3 separate regions of the Mus musculus genome follow, and regions 1 and 2 are each linked to region 3. A link is a contact called in public Hi-C data. All regions are on one chromosome and are shown on one strand. Each heading gives the region's core, a stretch centred on a gene start, on an enhancer-like site or on the middle of the called end of the contact. The rest is flanking DNA. Distances are from core to core; before and after follow the strand shown.

Evidence for each region. Hi-C and Micro-C count contacts between places; a contact is called where the count stands out from the background.
Region 1: a contact with region 3 is called in a Hi-C map of the N1E-115 cell line, with 33 times the contacts expected there. The contact joins two enhancer-like sites. A contact is called at or near these places in 1 of 39 promoter capture datasets (hippocampal neurons), 17 of 484 Hi-C or Micro-C datasets (the AtT-20 cell line, the C2C12 cell line, the N1E-115 cell line and 10 more) and 2 of 115 datasets of contacts at active chromatin or transcription factors (astrocytes and embryonic forebrain).
Region 2: a Hi-C map of the N1E-115 cell line shows a contact between it and region 3, with 5 times the contacts expected there. The contact joins two enhancer-like sites. A contact is called at or near these places in 1 of 39 promoter capture datasets (hippocampal neurons), 1 of 15 datasets of contacts at CTCF or cohesin (stem cell-derived epiblast-like cells), 40 of 484 Hi-C or Micro-C datasets (the AtT-20 cell line, the N1E-115 cell line, Sertoli cells and 23 more) and 4 of 115 datasets of contacts at active chromatin or transcription factors (astrocytes, embryonic basal ganglia, epiblast stem cells and 1 more).

The regions. Positions count from the first base shown.
Region 1 is chr15:25,994,086-25,997,987 of GRCm38.p6, forward strand. It overlaps Zfp622 (zinc finger protein 622), which reads left to right. Exons shown (of 6, transcript NM_144523.3): 5 at 2,021-2,164; 6 at 3,082-3,902. The coding sequence ends at 3,209. Among named protein-coding and RNA genes, the nearest start is that of Zfp622, 12 kb to the left of the region's middle. Within about 2 kb of position 1,821, at least 1 of the 459 cell types and tissues checked has an H3K27ac peak or open chromatin away from gene starts, as enhancers often do. A contact at or near this core is called in the N1E-115 cell line, where this site is marked.
Region 2 is chr15:27,222,820-27,226,580 of GRCm38.p6, forward strand. No RefSeq gene overlaps it. Among named protein-coding and RNA genes, the nearest start is that of Gm23903, 160 kb to the left of the region's middle. Within about 2 kb of position 1,307, at least 8 of the 459 cell types and tissues checked have an H3K27ac peak or open chromatin away from gene starts, as enhancers often do. A contact at or near this core is called in the N1E-115 cell line, where this site is marked.
Region 3 is chr15:26,618,549-26,622,305 of GRCm38.p6, forward strand. The region is part of intron 2 of Fbxl7 (F-box and leucine-rich repeat protein 7); the gene reads right to left. Among named protein-coding and RNA genes, the nearest start is that of Gm52205, 45 kb to the right of the region's middle. Within about 2 kb of position 1,908, at least 9 of the 459 cell types and tissues checked have an H3K27ac peak or open chromatin away from gene starts, as enhancers often do. A contact at or near this core is called in the N1E-115 cell line, where this site is marked.

The DNA of each region.
Region 1 (3,902 bases), core at 571-3,070, 620 kb before region 3:
GATAATCATCCTTGCAGATCTGTACCACCCTGGCCTACCATTGTAATTTGAAATCCCAGTAAATCTTGAGGTTTGCTGATAGGACCTTCACTTAGATATGTGTCTTTTCCCTATTAGATTTATCTCACATGGATGTTCAGAGATCATGTTTCCCTGAGTTGAACCACAGGTACAAACCAAGGTCTTGCCATGAAAATGTCCAACACATCAAATAGCTGGTTCTAGAGAGATACCTTTTATCTATCCATACTGGTATCCAAAGACCACAAGATTAAATTGGAAGTTTCTTTTTGTCAAGACCTGAGTCTGATCACAAAACATCACATTTGGGTGACAAGGAAATACTTTCCAAGCATACAGGAGCTCATAAATAACTTGACACTCTTTTCCATGTCAGTTACAGGCGTAGATGTTAAAAGCAAATATAGCCTTCTACAGCTTATGTGATAAACTATTCATATTTGCTTATTTGTCAATTGTTTTATTTACATAAGTTGAAAACTACTCTGGGTACTATACCCAGGGTTTTACCCTTATGTGTTTCTATTTGGAAAGGTATTTGATTGCTTATATCTTAATTAATATTCATCTAAAAAACATAGCCTGCTTTTATTAGTAAACCCACAGGTGATGTTGATGCCACTGGCCTAGGGACCAATCTCTTAGGATAGTATGGGAGAATTACCTTTTGAAAACCATTTTTCTGGTGGAGCCTAGAATTAGCCATCCCAGACAGAGCTTAACATATTTATTAGTTTCCCTGCTCAGAAGTCAAGCCATATGATTTGGTTACTTCTCTATAAATGGCCAGAAAGCAATGATTTTGTGTACCATTCTGTCTTTGTGTACCATTCTGTCTCTAGTAATTGTTTAGATCTGCTTTGTAGCTCAAAAGTCAGTAGAGATGTAGGTGAGTGTGGCTGTGTTCCATTAAAATTTACAGACTAGTGGAGTGGATTTCAGACCTCTAACAGACAGACTTATACTTATAGGAACCTCAAATTGTTCATCTAGTAAATAACTTTACTTATGGGTTTTATTAGTGTAATTAGAGAAGTTGCAGACTTTACATTGCCCCTTAGTTTTCGTAATTTGAAATGTATATTCTCTTTTCTTTGTTTTGAAATTGTATTTACTATGGTTGTGAGTGGGTGGCGGGTATTTGTGTGCATATGCCATAGTACATATGGGAAGGCTAGAGGTAACTCTGTGGGCTTGATTCTCTATCCACCTTAATGTGCTTTCTGGGAATTGAACTCAGATTGCCAGGTCAGCACAGCTTACCCAGCTCTCTGGCCCTCTTTCCTTTTTGCTTAGTGTATTGCACTATTAATGGTAAGCCTGTGCATTGGTGTATACAACCATATTCGTAATGACATCAACATATATTGGAAATTAAAGTTAAGAATTCATTTCTCAAAGTTTTTTTGTTTCACTTGATTTCTGCAAATAACCACAGGTTTAAAGAGAATTTAGCTTAATCTTTTTGAGATATCACGTGGTTTTTCATCATTTAGGAAGGAGTGTATCAGCTTTGTCAATGTAGCTAAATAATACTTTGATGTTGTTAATCTGCCTGTGCATTTTAATATGTGCAGTAGCATCTCTGTCCTTCAGCCACTAGATGCCAGTATTACTCCATTTGTAACAATAAAGACATCTACAGTAGGTATCAGATTTCCCTGTGTGGTAAAATTTACTCCTGTTGGAAGACGACTGGAAGAGAAAACTGAACCAGAAAAAAGATGGTTTCATTTTTGTTCTGGTTCAGTTTTCCCAATATGGCTTGTAGACCTGATGTCAGAGTTATTCCCTGCTTCATCTTCTTTCTCTTGGGGCTTTTTAGCCTTTATATATTTTCCTAATATTGGTCTGTTTTTCCTGTAGTGTATTCCTGCTTATTTCTGTTTTCCTACTAGGATTCCTAAGGCTTGGTGCCATTCAAGATCTTTTGGGAAGCCTTTGGTTTATAACTCTGACTTGAAAGACCAGTGTTTAAATATTGCTCTTCTCAAAACAGGTGCCAGAGTGGGTCATCGCTCCTTGATGAGATACTACAAACAGCGATTTGGCTTGCCAAGAGCTGTGACAGTTGCTAGGAATCAAAAGGCTGTGGGCAGAGTTCTCCAGCAATACCGAGCCCTGGGGTGGATGGGCAGCACAGGTACACCATTCTTATATGCATGGATTTCGTGGGCGCTTGGGTGACAGGTTATCATTCGTGCTGTCCGTCTGACTCCTTTCCAGGGGAAGCTTGAGTCTTACTTCTGGGACTCCCATTATCTCAGGATACTTAGAACACTTAAGTCCAAGACTCCATGACTTAAAAAATTAATATTCCTGGTCTAGTAACTTAGTATGCATCATGAACCTTTCCAGAAGATAATATCTATAAAAAATCTTATAAATTACATGCAGAAATTATCTGGAGATAACTCAGAAATTAAATAGTACCTTAGTGGAGCTGTGGCGCCTAACATGGCATATGTAGTTTCACATTCTAATCTCACGTCATGAACATTATTAAATTTCACTTCTGCTTGCTCATTTGTGCAAGGGAAATGATTAAGAGGACCCACCTTAGAGTTGAGAGGCTTGTCTGACACAATGCATGTGTGAGGTAGTGCACTTACTACAGGTAGCCCAGCCCCCTTTGGCAGTTTTTCCCAATAGAAGTAGATTGCAATGAGTAAATCTGACAGCTGAAGTTATTAAGCTTTGAAACTACAATGTGCTGTTATTTAACTCTCATAGTGTGCTGTGCAAAACTGTCTTCTCTGCTCTTCTGGGAAATAAAGTCCAAATGGAGGTAGTGAAGATAATTTGCTCCTTTCTGATGTCCCAGAAAGCCTAGAGCCTAAAAACGTAGCAAACATCACTGTTTACAAAGTTCTGATATGCACAGTTCTTAGATGCACGTAGATCTCTGAGCCCCATTGCTTGGAATCCCCACATTAGATTCTGTCTTTAAATATCAGAACCCACTTATCCTAAGCCAACTTTGGGAATTCTAAGATTTGACTTCCTCTGTTAGTAAATAAGAGATCAGAGCCTCATTGCTTACCATCCTCCCAACCACAGGAGCAGCTCTCATGCGTGAACGGGACATGCAATATGTGCAGAGGATGAAATCAAAATGGATGCTGAAGATAGGAATGAAGAACAACGCCACCAAGCAGATGCACTTCAGGGCCCAAGTGAGGTTCTGAGAGGCTGAAACAGATGCATCTCCCGCTGCACTTCCCTCCTTGTCTGAGGACAGGGAAGCCAGATTGCCGAATGGTTCCTTTGCTGCTACTTCATTTGTTCTGATCTAATAAAGTCAAAATCATGGTTGTCTTCAATGTCGTATTTGAGCAGTGTTTAAAGCTTTCAAGTGGGGACGGATGTGAAGCTTGGGCTTGCTTGTTGGGCTCCAGGACCTGCATGACCTCCTGACAGTTGCTTTCCTGCCTCAGCTTTCAGATGCTTTCTGGCTGTCAGCATAAGGTGGGAAACGCAAGCGATTTGTCTAGTCCAAAATTAGTTTAAAATTTGGAATAACTCATTACTTCTTGTCTAAGGGACCTTCGTCAGGGGCTTTGAGGATTATATAAGAGCAAAACTGAATGTCACTTGTGAATGTATGTGGCTTAGGAAGTTGCCCATGTCTCTGGGTGTGTTGATAAAATGCAGAAAAGAACAGAACATGTTAAGGGCTTGGTATGCAGGGTTTTTATTTCCAAATAAGAACGAAGAATGACTGCCAGCTTTTAAGTAGTTTTTAGGACTGCCTCACAGTTAAATCTCTGAAGAGATTCTTAATTTAGGTTGCTTAGGAGAAGGCACTAATAATACCCTGGCAGGGAAGCTAAGCTCATTCATTGAGCTACCTTTGGGACTTTGAGAAAGTGATACACTTT
Region 2 (3,761 bases), core at 57-2,556, 600 kb after region 3:
CCAAGGCACCCACTGAAATGCTTCTTTCAAGTATCTTACATTTAAGGGACATCTTTAATCTATCAGCATAATTTCTAGCATAAGAATAAATTTTTCTTAATACTTGATATTAAATATTAATAATCTAGATCTAGCTATAAGGTACACTGAGGCTAACAGAAAGTAGGGAAATGTGCAAAGTCTCTGTCTGGACACCTGTCCCTCCAGAGACCCAAGCACACTTGACAGCTTGACTGCGGGGACTGTTTATTATTCCCTTTGTTTTGGTTAAATAGAATTTCACCAGAGCTGAAATATATGGTACTCTTTGAATGGTGGGAGGAAATAGGGGGGAAAGAGAGCATTAAAAAATCAGCTAAGTTGAAAGCTGTAAAGATCTTGGTGACACTATTGGTAGAAATGTAAATTAGTGTGCCCATTATAGAAAAACCTGGAAACTACTGTTAGATCCAGCAAACCTACTACTAGGTATAGAATCAGCATATGTAAAAATTTGACAGTAAAATTATGCATTCTCTCACATATTTATTATAGTGCTGTTTATAATTCCCTGTAGCAGGTAAATGGTTTTAAAGTGTATCATACTCACAGAGTGGAAAAGATTGAAATCATTTATGGCAATGCAGGTGCAACTTGAGAACATAGTGTTGAGTGAAAAATGTCAGAGACCAAAACACAAATAGAGCACCTCCTTTCTTGGTTGTGGAGACTAAAGTATGAACTTTTAGATGTACAGAATAGTGGCCACCAGTGATAAAGAAAGATAGGGAGCAGGGCACACAGGAAGGTGGGGCTTTTAGGGTACTGGGTAGGACATATGTGCATAACTAATATTGACTGGTAATTAGAATAATAACTTTCAAAGACCTCGGTGGGGAATCTGATCAACCTGACACCCTTTTCTGTGAAACAGAACTATGAGCGCATCATCTGCCCTTTGCTAAAACGCCAAACCTCAAACAGCTGTATGCTGGGCTTTGTCAGTGATGACATCACACTAAAGAGCTCCCACTCTGCAGAGCATAATGCAACAGCTCAGAATGAAGCTTTAACTATGGCTAATGTTATTAAGATTCCTTAATTTTTGCAATTCAGTGTGCTTTTTAGAAAGTCTTACAAGACTATCAGCCTAACTTAGGAGAGCAACAGGGCTCTATAAGGAAAAACAGATATTCCAATTTATTAATACAGAATTTTCCAGCAAATATTTTTCACATGCATTCGAGGTTCCAAACGCAGTAAAAGACCTGTCTAGTTTCACTCAGTTCTATCATTTAGTAATAACTGTGAAACTGTGCGTTGCCTAGCAACTGACCTGCATTATTTCAACCAGAACAGAAAGGATCCGTCCTTTGGGGCTCAGAGAGAAAGATACTGTTCTGAAATGAAAAATAGGAAGTGTAACAAACTCTTAAAATGATGCCCTTTTCTTGTAAATGTTCACAAGATAGAAAGAAAAATGGGCATCCGAGCAAAAGGGAGACGACAGAGTGCAGAATCCTGCTGTGTAATTAGTGAATCCAGTAAGCACATGGAAGCTCCTGACCTCTACCTGCAACCACGCCTGTGCAAGCTCGGCGTTCCTTTTACGCGGTGCTCTTGAAGGACTTCTGTCTCCCTATCTTCCTCTGTGATGCCATCAACATTGCCAGTGTTAAGTTCTACTGCATTCTACTTCTGATGTAACAGGAAACAATGTTTTAAAAAATGAAAACACTTTGTGGGAGTGAACAAAGCAGGAAACATTCTAAATGTCTTACTCTCTGTGCGAAGAAAGACTCCGCCTCTTTGGTGAAGCTCTACCAATGGGAGGAAAAGCAAATGAGCTTCATCCTATCAGATGGAAAAGCTTTACAATGGGGTGTGGCTGTTTCTCCTAGGAGAGTATGGATGCAGAAAGGTACTGTAATATCTGATGCTCTAGCGCTCCTTGTATGACCACACCACCAGCTCTGGATAAGTGGCAAAAAATGGTAAGTGGGAATCTGAGCTCTGTGACTCCCACTCCTGTTTCCAGCGTTTGACTTTTCCTGATCTCACCCAGTTATTTCTACATGATAGTTGCTATAGGATAAAATGGCAAATTAGAAAAGAACGCCCTGACCTAGACTTGACCCCAAGACCAGGACCAGGGACAAGAAACAGAATTTCACCAATCCTATATGGATTTCTTGCCTTCTGCTTAGTTCCCTGCTGATTCTCACCCAAGCAGAGGCAGCCACCCTCCTGGGATTTTCCCCTCTTAATAAATCTCTTAGGTGAGGCTTATTGTGGCGTATGACTTTGTAGCACATTTTGCCTCCAAATTGCCAGGAGTAGAACTATAACACTTTCTGCTGGGTAAACACTACCCCTGTGGAGCAGAGCTGTAACACTGGATGGGGAAATGTTCCTGTCACACTTGCATTGGAGAAACCCCCTGCAACGGTGGGAGCACAGTTGTTAACACTTCTATAGGGGAAGCCTTGCCCTTCAGAGCTGCAACACTTATAGTTACTACTCAATCTCCAGAGACATTTTGTCTAAGACACCACCCGTGGATACCAAAATCCAAAGATGGATGACTCTCTTATATAAAAAGGTGACATTTTCATATAATCTATGCAGTCTTATGTACTTTAAATAAGTCTTTAGACTATTTATCATAAGTGATACAATGTAAAGGCTATGTAAATGGTTATACTATATTATACTACATTCCTTAGGAAATAAAAATTGTCTATACATGCTCAGTATAGTACAACTATTATAGGTTTAATTGCATGGTACACATTAGAAATAATGTGAGTTCCAAGACATGGCTTGGGTCTTCAATCCAATCAGAGAGTGATTGATTACACCTGAAGTGTTTGTATTGCATCAATCTATCTTGCAAACAGGTTATTGGTTATATAAGACCAATTACTTATATATGAGTAATAAATACTAACTCCTTTTCATCTTACCATTTGATACTTCCTATCTTAGAGATCTGACTCTATCAGAATACAGAAATTGATGTCCAGTGTAGGTACATTATTGGGCTTCATGTTGTCTCTTGATAGTTTCCAATGAGTTACAGTAAAAAACAAACAAACAAACAAAACAAAAAAAAACCCTAAAAACCAGATTTCTAATTGGACTTAAGACCCACTCAACAAGAAGGATATACCATGCTTAGTACTGAAAACCTGGATAATTATTCAGTACTAGTGAAAGTATTGTTGGAAGAGAATCTACAGCTACTAATTTACTAAACCAATATAATCTCTAAAAAAAAATCTATAAGCATTTTTCCTCACACCCATAAGTTTAGTCTTATCACTCATCAAGGAAATTTCTCTTTGTAACAGAGGATGACCGCTACAGAAAACTACAAACCAATCAGAGTTGTGGAGCCCTGTCACACTGGATACATCTACACAAAATTCTTGTGTCTGAGACTTAGCAAACATTGTAGGAGAGTGGGTGGGAAGGGAATAAGTGCCAAAGAATCAGGGAGTTTGCCATGAGGTCTCCTAGTGACAGAAGCTCTACCTGTTAAGTCTTATCACCCTCATAACCACTCAAACACGAACCGAATAGGAATCAGAACAACTAACATGGCAGACTAGACAGAAAAGCTCACAAGGCGTCAACCTTATACCAAGAACTCCAGGCAACTAAGTACATCTGGGAGTAGGAGAGATCACTAAAGACCAGCTTTGAACCTACAGGGTAAAGCAAGGCAGAAAGCCTATGACCGTCAGTGCTGAGAGCAGCTGGCAGGGGTTGGTTCAGAC
Region 3 (3,757 bases), core at 658-3,157:
CTTTATTCCAGACTCTTGCCAGACTCAGTCAACAGAACACATTCTTAGAAAAAGGATCCCGTGTACTTTGCCAAAGAGTTTACTATTATGCGGATACCAAACCTTCCCACCTCCCTACATCTTTATAATGAGCTCTGTCTCTTAGTCAGGAGAACCCATCCTTATGGAAGAGGTGGCATGCATTTTGAAAAAGACATGTATGTACTTTGCACAGGAGACATATACTTTGTGTGTCATCATGCCTTAAGCTTTATTATAATAACTGTCACCAGGAAACTTTTTTCCAAAGTTGCATGTGTTTAAATATGTCTAAAATATACTGCCTTGGCTCTGAATCTAGAAGTTGGAACCAACACCAGCTAACTATGTCACGTTGAACTGGATTTCCTTCTAGCCTCATGCAGATTGTTACCCTGCCAGCCGTGGCTTTTGCAGGAAACCCCACAATGAACTTCAGGCAGAGTGCAGTCAGCACTGGCTCAGGAATATGCAGGAGCTAAGCATATATTTGACCTCACTTCCAACATGATAGTTGATAGCTGCTGAGCCTTTACCCCCCCCCCCCCAGGTCTATTGCAAGAGGCAATGATAAGCAGCAAAGGCACCTCTCATAGATTCTAATTGTATAGCGTACGTTGTTAGACGGAATGGCTTTTGTATATTTGCACTTCACATCTTTAATAGTTTAGATAAAAGATCCAGGACACCTTAGTAGAAAATGAGAGAGTGTGGGTGAAAGCGTCCCCTGTGGAGCTGGATGCATTCAGATTCAGAAATGGCACCATCCACAGTAAAATTTCACAGCTCCAGGTTCTACACGGGGAATTGAAAAGCCTTTGCATTTCTATGCTAACTGGCCAGTCTTCTTCCCCGAGAAGCACATGGCCTCCGTCTGTTGGCGCGAAGCCAGTGGAAGCCTCAGACAGTCCTAAATAAATAAACTGCAAAGCTGCCCGTGTGATGAGCTGTAGGGTCTGTTTGGTATTTTAAAACAAAATAGGTGGTGGTTTTTAATGGATTGAGACTTTATATCTCCTATAAAGTCTTATTTTTTTTTTCAACTAATAAACATGACTTTGCTGGGCTAAACTCAAGAAATATATTTATGGAGGAATTCCAAGCTTTTTTGGTGTCTAGTAATCACACAGAAATAAGAGTAACTACAATAGTTCTATGAATATAATTACTTGTTCAGAGGCCGCATTAACAAGCATAACAAGAAAATAAATTTTGAAAGCTGGACTTTTAAGTCACCCAACATAGCTTATAGGTTTTCTTAAATAAATGCCAAGATAATTAAGTTACTTCTAAAATCTGACTGTTTATTATTTATTTTGGCTTAAAATAAAAAAAAACAGAAAGTTTATGCTATCTCATATTCCCCAAATTAATATATTTGATTTACTCACATAAAAACATATAATAATGAATTAGGTTCAAATCTGAACTTCACAGACTGGGCTGGAAACTCTTTTAGCGTCTCAAAATTTTGCTGTCATGTTTGTGAAAAGACTCTTCTGGCAATTTTTAAACTGTCTTTAAGTTTATGGATATTTATGACTCAGGGAAGAAATCTCCACAAAATACTGAGAAAATCCCGAAAGTATTCAATATTATTCCCTGTGAAAAAAAAGTATCTTTTTTTTCCCCTTCACCAGTCAGTGGGTGAGGCTTGGTTACTGAGGCCCCAGAGCGGTGCTTCCGAAATCTGAGGACGTTTATTTCATTGCATAGAGTGTTCTTCTTTGAGATTTACTTAGCTTTTAAATGGCGGATCTCAGTCACAGAAACTATTTTACCTTCTTACAAAGGACAAAGCCTTATGTTTTCCATCCTGAGTTTTCTGTGGAAACGCACATGCCATACAGTTGCTCAGAACAGCAGAGGGCACCAACATCCCAAGCAAACAAACAAAGGCAAACCTTGGCATCCAACTCAGGGTCAGGCCGTCCCCGGGAAGCATTCTGGAGAAGGAGCCGCAGCTGGGTAAGAATTACATATTTTCAAAATACATTTGGGGGAATGAAAATGGTTTATGCTTATTTTCAGTGCTGTTTTCACACCAAGGCAATGAATCCTCATCCTTTGGCTTTTATTAGAACATTTCATTCACTTGGAGAGTCTAGGAGATGGGGAGAATGCTGGCCTGGACCATATGCAGAATAGGTGCTTCGGGGAGAAGGAAGACATTTTTCTGATATAATAGGAAACATTGATGATAAGTGGTAGGGCATCAGATGCCTGGGTGTGTAGACTTTGATCACTTGTGATGCTCTCCAAAGAGACATGTACATTACCCGAGAGCACAGGGCTCCGACAGAGGGAAGGAAAGTCTGGGCCAACTGTGAGAAAAGTTATGAAAGCCAATAGAACACTCCTCACATGAGTGAGATACCTGGAGAAGTCTTCAAGCAGCAGCACCCGAGCTTCACCAGAGTTAGGTTTCTGAATGTAGTGAAAGGCTGGAGATGATGACGAAGAACCTCCCATTCTAGCGCATTGACTACACCTGCCGTTATGTCAAATTGCAGCGAGTACTAGTCTCCTACCAGGAAGTAAGTACGAGATTACATACGCTCTTGAAACACAGGCCCATTATTTTCAAATGAAAGGTTGCAGAGACCATGATGAGCTCAGAGGTCTGTGATTGAGAGAAACTAATGATCATAATTGTACAAGTAAGTACAAGGATGATGAAAGAATTCACTAATGACTCTTTCCTGTTGACACATCTTGGACTCAGTGGAGTGTGGAGCTACAACCTACACGTGTCCGTTCATCTGGACATGGACAAAGACACCCACTGGCATGCTCCAAAAGTAGGAAAATGGCTTAGATGCGAACTAGCATTTCTTCAGAGACTTGTCTAGTTATGATTACACGAAGCAAGGGAAAGTCCTGAGGCTGAATCTCCTGTTTGATTAGAGTCTCTCATTTATCAGCTTTGCAGCCCTGGGAAACTTTTTCATCAGATACCCTATGTGGTCTCTGCAGCAGTAAATCAGCAGGAAACTTGCTTTTGGCACCTTTCTCCTGTATCAGAAATGGATGGTGGGACCTAGAGTTGATGTTAACAAATTCACTGCATTAATTACTAAACACGTACATTTGGGAAGCCATGTTCTGTCTCTGAGTTTACTTTCCTCATCTATAAAATTAGAGCAAATTAGGGTTGTTGTGACAGACACGTGAGTTCACGCACATGCACAATGGTCAGAACATGGAGCCTCAGTGGTGCCTGGCATGCACTGTGTACATGTTAGTCTGATGTTTCTATATATGCAGTGTCTATTAACACTGTACTGAGCGTTATATATAAGAGCATTATTAACCAGAGTAAGGATGTTATTTAGTAATAAAAAAGATGAAATGCTGATTTTGCTATGTGCAATAACTAACATGCCAGATCCCACTGGAGAATGGAATGGAAAGATAACTGGAATTCTGAAGCCAGGACCTCCAGGAGTTCCTAGTGAGCAAAACCCAGTTAAGCTGCCTTCACAAAGCAAACATGCCATCCTCATTGCCTGGGCCAGTGCTCTACCTTCTAGAGGGTATTTATTGCTTTGTTAAAGGCTGGCAGTTAAGGCACTTGATAGCCAAAGGCAGCCCCCTCTTCACCCTCCGGAGTAGAAGTAGCTGGGTCTCTGCAGGACTTTGAAAGTGAGAGATCAGAAAGGAGTGACTTCAGACACTGAGGTAAGGGGAAGAGACGTGTTTGCCAGCAGTGTGATCAACTTCCCTCCTGACAGCTTTG